Regions from separate parts of the Sus scrofa genome. Here all the other regions are linked to region 2. The links are chromatin contacts, called in public HiChIP or PLAC-seq maps. All regions are on one chromosome and are shown on one strand. The core of a region is the stretch at or near the end of the contact, and the rest is flanking DNA. Distances in the headings are between cores, read along the strand shown.

Region 1 (2,987 bases), core at 208-2,707, 340 kb after region 2:
TAGCCACTAAATGCCAATAGCACCCCCACCTTATGACAACAGAAAAAGTCTCCAGACATTGCCAAACATCCCCTGGTGGTGGTGGGGGATGGGGGGGGGCAAAATCACCCCTAGGGTGGGAATCACCATCCCTTCTGTCCCATTCGTCACTTGTACCTCCCTCTCTGATACATTAATCGGTACCCTGTTCGCGTTGGTTCTTGCAGCTGTTAACTGCCTGCTTGTATCCTTTGCTCAGTTTTCCATTCAGTCTGCCATCTCCTTCTTTGGTTTGTGAAGGGTGGTTTTTGGAATTTCCACTATGGTACAATGGGATCTGTGGCATCTCTGGAGTGCTAGGATGCAGGTTCGATCCCCAGCCCAGCACAGTGGGTTAAGGATCCATCGTTGCCGCCACTGTGGCTTAAGTTGCAACTGCAGCTCAGATGTGATCCCTGGCCCAGGAACTCCATATGTCATGGGGTAGCCAAAAACGAAAAAAAAAAAAAAAAAAGAAAAAAAAGGACAAAGCTATTCTAGAGATGAGACCCATGTTGGTTTGGACCTGTGATGTCTTCTCATGTTCTGCCGTCCATCTATTAACTGTCACCTTCCAAGTGAGGACATGGAGGCACAGAGATTAAAACTCCAGCAAGTGGCAGAGCCAAGAGATGAGCCCAGGTCTCTGTCTTCAGAGCCCAGGCTCTTGACCCCTGGGGATACAGAGACATGCCTTCCTTCCAAATGTGCCATCAGAGAAAGGCAGACAAGATCAGGCACTTGAGGCCTGGGGAGGGGAAGGAGGTGGTTTGCTCAAGGTCACAGCTAGTCACCAGCATTACCTGGATCTCCTTGGTACGATGCCAAGTGTCTTGGGAGTTGGATTGAGCCTTTACTTTGGTCTGGGAGCGGCCAGATTTGATGGCCAATGTCTGATGAGAGACCCTGGCTGCCGCGAGCCAAGGAGGCAGGGATCTGAGAGTGCCAGGTAGGGAGGGCTTTGCTAGCTCTGCCCAGAGGGAGGATGGACAGGGCTCACAGACTCAGAACTGGCAGATTTCTGGATCTGGGCTTTCTGTGTGCGCAGCAATGCTTTCTGCGCCCAGGGCCCTGGCAGAAGAGTGCTTCTTACCAGGCCCAGAGGATGATGGATGAAGGGGGAGCAGGGGGCAGGGCAGTGGGGGCTTTGTTCCCTAAATGCCATTCACATGACTCTCTGACCTCAGAGTCCTTCCCCTTTCTCTTGTCTTTTTCTCCTTCACTGCCTTCGGCCCTGCTTCGGTTTCCCTTCTCTATTTTCCTTTTCTCAATCCACACAAAGCCCTCAGAGGGCTCGAGCTGCCCTGGGGCCTCCTGCCTCTTGTGAGGTTGGTTTCCAGGGCCCGGACCACAGTCCTGGGGCCATCTGCCTTGGAGGGGCACAGGGAGGCCTTGGGGGCCTGGTAGGGAGCAGGCAAGCCAGTGAGCCAGCACCCAGTAGCTGGCCCTGAACCTAGTATCCTGCCAGGGTGGGGGTGCAGCGGGGCAGCCCCAGGGGCAGTCCACAGCCCTCCCCACCCATCCACGACAGACAAGCCTCGCTACTCACGGAGTCCATCCCACTGGCCTCAAGAGCTTCTCAGCAGAGAAGGTGGCACCCAGATGTGGCATCTCTGGCTTACAGCTTCCTCTTTCGTTTCTAGATGCCTTTTCCACAATGGTTCTGAACTCTTTCTGCTCATTCAGAATCACCTGAGTAACCTTCCAAACAGACTGAGGACCAGGCCCTGAGCTGAGATTCTGGTTTCTTTGGTCCGGAGTGTAGCTGGGGTCGGAGATGGTGTGGTTTTCCCAGGTGATTCTGATCAGACTCGGGCGTGAGAGCCTCTCTTTTACAGGGGGCCGACTGTCACCGAGAGGACGAAGAATGCATTTTCGGAGGCCTGGTCAGACCACCCTCAGTGAGACGGGTGTCCCTGGGCACAGCTTCTCTCCCATCCCTGGGCACCCTAGGGAGAAACGACCCATGTGTGGAATTTCAGACTTGGAAGGGGCCTGGAAAATCAACCAATGTATCCATCCCTTGTTCTCCAAAGGAGAGGCCTGTGCCTGGGTGTGGGGGGGCAGTGGTGGGGGGAGTAAGTGAGGTGCCCAGGGTCACAGAGGGCTTGGGCAAGGTCAGGAAACCCGTCAGGTTTCGGGCGGTCAACTTCCCCCAGCTACCCTCAGCCGGGCCCCTTTCAGGAGTTCTCTCTAGATTAGATTGCTGGGGAGACTGTGACCCCGGGAGCAGTACTGGAGCGGGGGCTTCTCACTGTTTCCTGGAGGGGGAGACTGGCCTTCTGAGCCTGGGAGAGGGTGGCAATGGCTAGAACGAGTGGCTGTTACTCTCGGCCAAACTTTGCAAGAGAACTTGCCGAGCCGCTGACTTTTTGCAGCTGTTTTCTGGGGGCTGTGGACTGAAAGGGGAAGTTTGGCTGCATTTAGAAAGTTGTCCACAAAGAGGAATGGCGGGGGCAGGGGTGAGGAGGGTGGCCGGGCTGCGGAGCTGGAGGAGGAAGGTGGGCGATCTGGGAGAAGTGCCAGCAGAGGCCTGAGGACAAGGGTTTGATTTGGGCCCACATGTGGTCACTTTGGAAACTTCTTGGGGTTGGGGGGGTGCTGGGGGAAAGTGCAAGGGTGGGGGAGGGGGGAGAAAAGAAAAGGAGAAGGGGGAGGGCAGGAGTTCCCAGCTGGGGAGCCTAGCTTTTTCTTGGATTGGAAGCAAACATCAAGGGTGCTGGGAACCTGCCCAGCTCTGGCCCAAAGGCCCAGCCAATGGTTTCCTCTGAGGGGCACAGGGACATGGTGAGAGGGAGGAGCTTCGTCAAGATGGCACAGCCCAGGAGTTCCTGTTGTGGCTCAGCGGTAATGAGCCCAACTAGGATCCATGAGGTTGCAGGTTCAATCCCTGGCCTTGCTCAGTGGATTAAGGATCCGATGTTACTGTGAGCTGTGGTGTAGGTTGCAGACATGGCTCGGATCCTGAG
Region 2 (3,235 bases), core at 88-2,587:
GCGGGTAGTAGCATTTTAGATACGATATTAAATATTTTTCTGGCCATGTTAATAATGTGGGTTCTTTGAGTTAGGTCTTATATTTTCTCATAGGCAGATGACTACAGAAAATAGATGGAGAGAGCTGAGCTTTTTACTGGGGTATTATTCATCATCAGAAATGTTGTGGAAAAATTAACTTTTTTTTAAAGTGTTATTCGATGATATAAGCACAAAGAAATAAAACAGTTGGTGGTAATATTAGAAGTATGAAAAAAGCTGTGTTGTGTGGATGTGGTTAGACTATAGAGCTCAGTTTGAGAGGAAGTCATAGAGGGAATTACTACAAAGTTAGTGAAAATTGTCTTATTTTATGAATAGAGACCATATCTCCTTTAGCCCTCCACTAGGAAATTGGGTAATGATTTTGAATATCTAGTTTTAACATTGTAAATGTTGGTGTTATGCCATGAATATGTCTTAACCTTTATTGTATATACATTTTTACATTAGGTGAGAAATTCATCCACGCTTCTCTTCAGTACCTTGATCACAAGGATATTTGGAGTTAAAAAGGGAAAGGATGAACTTTCCAAAAAAAATAGGTAAGCTTCATCTAATGCTAACTTCCCTTTTTACAAAATATTGTCGTGGCCAAAAATAATTTTTGGAATTTCACTTACTTTTATAGATTCCTCTAGAGTATATAACTATAAAAACACTATAGTAAATTAATCTATGCTGCCAAGTTCTAAACCCTTGGGTAAAAATATCTACTGTTTAAATAAGTGGACCTTTCAGAGCAACAAAAATATAGCAAGGTAGCAAGGACTTGAAATGTAGAGCTCGTTTCCCAGTGCAACAGCTAAAGTTTTGTTGATTTGCATCTTCTTCGAGTATTCCCGAGATGTCTTAAATTGCTTTTTCTTGATATGTCATCAAGTACTGGCTCGTGCCATATTGTTGCTTTTATAGTAACTGGAAGTTTAAATGTTTATGATGTGCTCATCAGAACACGCCCCAGATTACATTGCATTAAGCTCTCACCAAGGTGAGCAGTTGCAAATGTTGGCCACACGGGATAAACAGTGCTTGTTTACTTTTAGGTCTTTGTTGTGTTTGTTCCCTAAGAGGTTTTTCTGTTAAGGTTTTTTTTTTTAAATGTCTGGAAAAAAACTTACTGAAACACTTTGATTATGAGGAATTTTTAGATACAATGCATAAGTTCTGTTTGGTGGTTTTTAAAGAGAAGCTTTGAATAGTTTCTTTAGTACTTAGGCTGGTTTTAATGGTAGTCTAGTGGCTTGCATGAGTTAACACTAGATGTCACTGTCGCTGCATGCTTAATTACTTTTAACTTCAGGATCTGATTTGGCCCAGTGGTCTTCCTCTGGATGAACTAGAGATAAATCAAGCTCCATTCCTCTCCTACCTAAAAAAGTGGATGATCGCACTTTTAATTTCAGTTTTAATCTGTTGTTTATTAAAATATGTATTCTTGGCAGTTCCTGTTGTGGTTCAGCAGTAATGAATCCAACCGATAACCATGAAGATGCTGGTTTGATCCTTGGCCTCACTTAGTGGGTTAAGGATCTGGCATTGCCATGAGCTGTGGTGGAGGTCACAGACGCAGCTTGGATCTGGCATGGCTGTGGCTGTGGTGTAAGCCAGCAGTCGCAGCTCTGATTCAACCCCTACCCTGGGATCTTCCATGCGCCACATTTGCAGCCCTAAAAAGCATATATATATATATATATATATATTCTTATGATGGAACTAGGTCTTAGGAATTAGAAAATATCATGAAATAATTTTGTAATACACTATAAGTAATTCTGGTGAAACCTTCTGGTAGTTCTGAATTGTCATTTAAATTGCTACATATCACCCTATAAAATTCAATAAATATTTAAATGGAAAGCAGTTGGCTATAAATGTGTGAATCCCTTGAGTATATTAAGGAAAGGCTAGAGAAGTTTTTTTTTTTTTCAGCTGAGTTGTATTTTTCATAACGATCACATTATTCCTTTGAAAGGATGATTAGTAAAAAGATGATTTTTACTATTTAGCTGATTCCTAAATAAATTCTTCCTGTCACTAGGTTGAAATCGCTGATATGTGTTTCTTTTTAGGTTTGTTTATTTTGTTAATAATTCAGTTGTGCTAAGGTTTAAAACAGTTTGGTCATATTATAATGTAAGGCCATGATAAGTAGTGTAAATAAAATACGGTATGAGGTTTATCAAGCAAGTGAAATTGATGTTTAAAGCTGAATTCAAAAAATGAAGAAATGCTTTTTTTCTCTTTTACTTTTTATGAAGAGAATGATTCTTGGATGTGTATACAAGTTTTACTATGTACAGGAGAAAATGATCAGATTCATTTTGCATAGGTTACATCTGAAACAGGGTGGAAGAGTAGCACATAAAAGCACATAGTCCTAGTCTCTTTGCCACAGCATGCTTATGGCAACCCCATTATAACTTCATTCCTCTCAAATAAGGAAGGTTACAAAATATATAGCTTTCCTAGAAAGAGGGAAATGGAATAGTCACGTAATTGTTTTGAGTAAAAGCTAAAAAGTGAAATGAAGGCATTAAGAAGTTAATTTTTTAATGTGATGAGCATCTTTGGTAAGAGTTTTTATTTCAGTAATCTGAAGGTTGGTATATCTCATTACATAGACAATGCTTTTATTCTCTGTTTAATCCTTAAAGGGTATATTTCTTGGCAGCATCCACTGGATTTGCTTTGCGAAACTTTGAGTGTCTTACACTTGCCATTATTTGTTATGGTTCTTTTAGCTGTAGTTTATTTAATTATGCCACTTTTGGTCAAAATGTTTATATACCTGTCCCCTACAATATTAACTCCCTGAGGGTGGAGCCTTTTCCTTCTAGTCTGTGTATATATGGTGGGCACTGTAAGAATGCTAGTGATAATGATGCCTTGTTGACTGGTTCCTCAACCACTGAATAACTAAACTCAGCTGATGACACCGCCTAGGTCAGTGGAGTCTACGTTCACAGCCACAGATGGTTCTGCACACAGTCTTGCAAATATGTGCTCTTGATCAGAAGGGAACTAGACATAAAAAGAACATCTGCCTTTCCCATCTAGTGGGGGAGAAAAAGGTCTATCTTGGAGTAAACAGACTTGGTTTCTAAGCATTTTGCTGCCCCTGGAGATGACCTTAATAGACTCCCTTATCCGCTCTGCTCTTCAATTTCTCCATCTATAGAACAGGAATAATAAG
Region 3 (3,440 bases), core at 765-3,264, 360 kb after region 2:
AGGCTGAGCATGGTGGGCTACCAGGCAGCTTTCTGGAACATTCTTTCTTAAGAGAAATTGCATCCAGGAGTTTAGGAAAAGCAAGGCAGAATGAATCGGCTCCCTCCTTTACACTTTCTATTTAAGCGTATTGGGCAGATTAAGTTTACTAACCGAAAGAGAGGTTTGCGATTCAGACTATTCTTTGCCCCAAAACTGTGGGCAGGGAAGGAAGGAGGGAGACGATGGTCTGAGATTGGCCTCCCTCCTGAGTCCCAACCCCAGAGCCCAGCCCTGTGCAGGACACCCACGGAAGGGCAGCCTGACCTGGACAGGTGGCGTCAGCGGGACAGTCAGGCCCCTACCCCATCCTTCATGGCAACCCCTCCCTGGCCAAGTCACTCAGCCTCTCTGGGAAGAAAGCTCTGGGCCTTTTCTTTTCCGCTATGGGCTTCACGCTTCCTGTTCCCTGACCTTTGACCCTCAAATCCTATAAGTTCCTTCTAGAACCCCTTTCTGCATGAGGTTAGACCCTTTGTGACTTGGGTCTCTCCTCTAGTAAAACTTACATACAATAGAGTTAAAGAGCTCAAGTGTATAGCTGTGCCCATGGGACCACCAGACGAAGAGACGGAACATTTTGGTGCCTTGGAAGGTCTCCTGGGCCCCTTCCCAGTAAACACCATCCCTAGAGTCACCAGGGGTCTCACTTCTATCGCCATCGTTTCATTTCGACGGTTCTTGACTTTCTACAAACGGTCTCTGGCTTCTTTTCCTCAACATCCCATCTGGGAGATTCATCCATGCTGTTTTTTGTGTAGCAGAAGTTCTTGTGGTTTTTTTTGATTTATTTGTTTTCTGCCCTTTTTTTTTTTTGGCCACACTCATGGGATGGGGAAGTTCCTGAGCCAGGGAGCAAACCCGAGCTGCAGCAGTGATGCCAGATCCTTAAGCCACAGAGCCATCAGGGAGCTCCACTCTTGCTGTGTTTGGTCGCTATGCATGTGAATGTATGTATCCAGTATGTGGATGCATCTCAGTGTGTTTACCCTTCTCCTATTGATGGACATTCGGGTTGTTTCCGTTTGAGGTACTGTGCATAGAGGATTAGTGTACACACGTCTTCATAGACTTGGGCATTTGATTCTCCTCGGTGTATAACTAGGAGTGGCATTGCTGGGGGGCTCAGAGTTTTAAGAGATCACAATCCTTCTTTCTCACTGGCTAGGCCTTTGGACACAGCAATGTTAGCAAAGCAAGTTGTCCCTTCCTCTCAGTGTCCTCCCACCTCCCAGGTGCAGCTTCTAGAGAAGGGTAGGCAGCTCCTGCACACTGCAGGGTGTGAGGAACGGGCCGACCCACCCCGGAGGGCCCTGTACTTTGACAGAGTCCCTTGAAGAGGCCTGAATGGCTCCAGAAGGAGTTGAGGGTTTTTTTCTTTTCTTTTTTTGGCCGCACTCATGGGATGCGGAAGTTCCTGAGCAAGGGAGCAAACCCGAGCCACAGCAGTGATGCCAGGTCCTTAACCCACAGAGCCACCAGGGAACTCCACTCTTGCTGTGTTTGGTCACCATGTATGTGAATATATGTATCCATTATGTGGCTGCATCTCAATGTGTCCTGGGCTGGAAGGGAGGTCAGGGGAGGGTGAGGCCCAGGGCAGCGAGGCTGGAAGCATGTGATTGCCTATGATGCTGGTGGACCTTTTGCTCCAGGGTTAATGACCTGTTCAAAGTCACATGGCCAGTATGGGGCCAGCAGAATGGTCAGCTCAGGCGAGCCTCATTCCAGCCCAGCACTCCTTTGATTGTGCAGGCTGCCCTCTCTATGGAGGAGGCCTTTAGGGACAAGGAGGTCAGGGTCAGGGTCCTGCAGAATGCTCCACCCTGAGCTCAGACTCCAGGCCACCCCCTGCCTGGCCAGCAGCCCTGTCTCTGGCCAAGTCTCCTCCCAGGGAGACATTCACAGGCTTTGGACAGCCTGAGTCATGGCCATGGCTGAAGGAAAAAGAGAGAGAGGGAGAAAGAGAGAGACAGAGCCTGGGGGCTGGCATTGCCCAAGACCCCGTGCCGGGGCCTGCCCCTGAGCCAGCGTGGGTGGGTGAGTGAGTGAGCGTAGCGAGTGTTTTCAGAGAACATTCCTGGAAAACAGTTTGCCCTGCATCAGCACCTCAGGCTTTCTCAATAGAACATCGCTTTAGATCCAGACTGGCCAGGCTGGGAGGATAAGATGGCTTTACACATCTGGTGAGGCCTTGCGGGTCAGGGGAAGAGCTGCCTCGGCCTCCTGGGAACTGGCGATGGACATCTCCCTTGGAAGGCTCTGGATGGTGTGTTCTCCACTAATACTAGGTGTGGTTCATTGTGTCAAGACTTCGGGCTGTGGAATTAATGATTCTCTGACTTTGTGGTTCTCTAGGAAAGGAGAGAGGCTGTGCAGGCATGCATGCGTGTGTGTGTGTGTGTGTGTGTGTGTGTGTGTGTTTTCATCTATTGCTTAGCCATTCATTCTGCAAATATTTCTTGATGGCCTATTATGTACCAGTGAATAAAAAAGACAAAGTCCCTGCCCTCAAAGGAGCTTATTGGACCCAGAACATATGTCTCCATGTGACTGCGTTGTACCTGAAAGTAGGTATCTACTGGAACATATGGCTCCCTGAGTGTGTATTATGTGTGTAATGTGTTTGTGGCATGTGTGTGTGTGTGTGTGTGTGTGTGCGTGTGTGTGCATGTCTCAAGTGGGTGGGGTTCGGAATATCTGAGTATGTGCGTGTATGTGCCTGAACATGTGTGTCTGAGCGTGTGTGTCTATAAAGGGGAGAGCATTACTCATCCACTGAGAAGACTATTCAAGAAAGACCTCTCCCAGAACAGTTACATTTTCATAAATAAAAATAATCAGATAATGAGTTCATTTCCGATCTCAAGTTGGATGCCAACATTCCAGTGAAACAAGACCCGCTGGCTGGCTGGCTGCTCTCTGTGTGGCTTGGATTAGCTGGGGAAAGTGCAGGGGTGAGACCCGCCACTTGCAGGCTGCAGGGGGGTGGCAGGGGCAGTGGGGGTGACCTCCAACCCTGGGGGCAGCTGCGCATGCCTGGGGCTAAGCCCTTCACCCTTCTATCAGCAGATGCCCCCCCAACAGCCTGCACAAGGCCTGAACTTCCTCCTTTCACTCCTTTGGGAGCGGGAATGGGCAGAGTAGGTGCAGTTTTGGAAACACAGATGGCTTCAAAGGGGTGGCCCATTAGGCTTCCATGAACTCCCAGGCTGGAGTTCACAGATGCCTCCTGGGGGCGCCTATGGGGGGGGCGGGGTACAGAAAGATCCTTGAAGGGAGGGGGTGGGCTGCACCCGGACCACAGTGGGGGGAGTCAACGCCTTGGCTTGGCATTCACGGTCTTGCGCAGCACCTGCCCCAGGCAATGCCATAGCCTCTTCTCCTTGTCCACCTCCCCC

The links. HiChIP or PLAC-seq counts read pairs in DNA pulled down with a chosen protein or histone mark.
Region 1: an H3K27ac HiChIP or PLAC-seq map of alveolar macrophages shows a contact between it and region 2. The contact joins two enhancer-like sites. A contact is called at or near these places in 2 of 47 Hi-C or Micro-C datasets (liver and retroperitoneal adipose tissue) and 2 of 2 datasets of contacts at active chromatin or transcription factors (alveolar macrophages and skeletal muscle).
Region 3: an H3K27ac HiChIP or PLAC-seq map of alveolar macrophages shows a contact between it and region 2. The contact joins two enhancer-like sites. A contact is called at or near these places in 1 of 47 Hi-C or Micro-C datasets (embryonic fibroblasts) and 2 of 2 datasets of contacts at active chromatin or transcription factors (alveolar macrophages and skeletal muscle).

The regions. Positions count from the first base shown.
Region 1 is chr3:97,307,629-97,310,615 of Sscrofa11.1, forward strand. No RefSeq gene overlaps it. Among named protein-coding and RNA genes, the nearest start is that of ZFP36L2, 110 kb to the left of the region's middle. Within about 2 kb of position 1,458, at least 34 of the 83 cell types and tissues checked have an H3K27ac peak or open chromatin away from gene starts, as enhancers often do. A contact at or near this core is called in alveolar macrophages, where this site is marked.
Region 2 is chr3:96,971,489-96,974,723 of Sscrofa11.1, forward strand. It overlaps THADA (thyroid adenoma-associated protein), which reads left to right. Exons shown (of 40, transcript XM_021088406.1): 28 at 493-584. Among named protein-coding and RNA genes, the nearest start is that of THADA, 100 kb to the left of the region's middle. Within about 2 kb of position 1,338, at least 5 of the 83 cell types and tissues checked have an H3K27ac peak or open chromatin away from gene starts, as enhancers often do. A contact at or near this core is called in alveolar macrophages and skeletal muscle, where this site is marked.
Region 3 is chr3:97,331,502-97,334,941 of Sscrofa11.1, forward strand. No RefSeq gene overlaps it. Among named protein-coding and RNA genes, the nearest start is that of ZFP36L2, 130 kb to the left of the region's middle. Within about 2 kb of position 2,015, at least 23 of the 83 cell types and tissues checked have an H3K27ac peak or open chromatin away from gene starts, as enhancers often do. A contact at or near this core is called in alveolar macrophages and skeletal muscle, where this site is marked.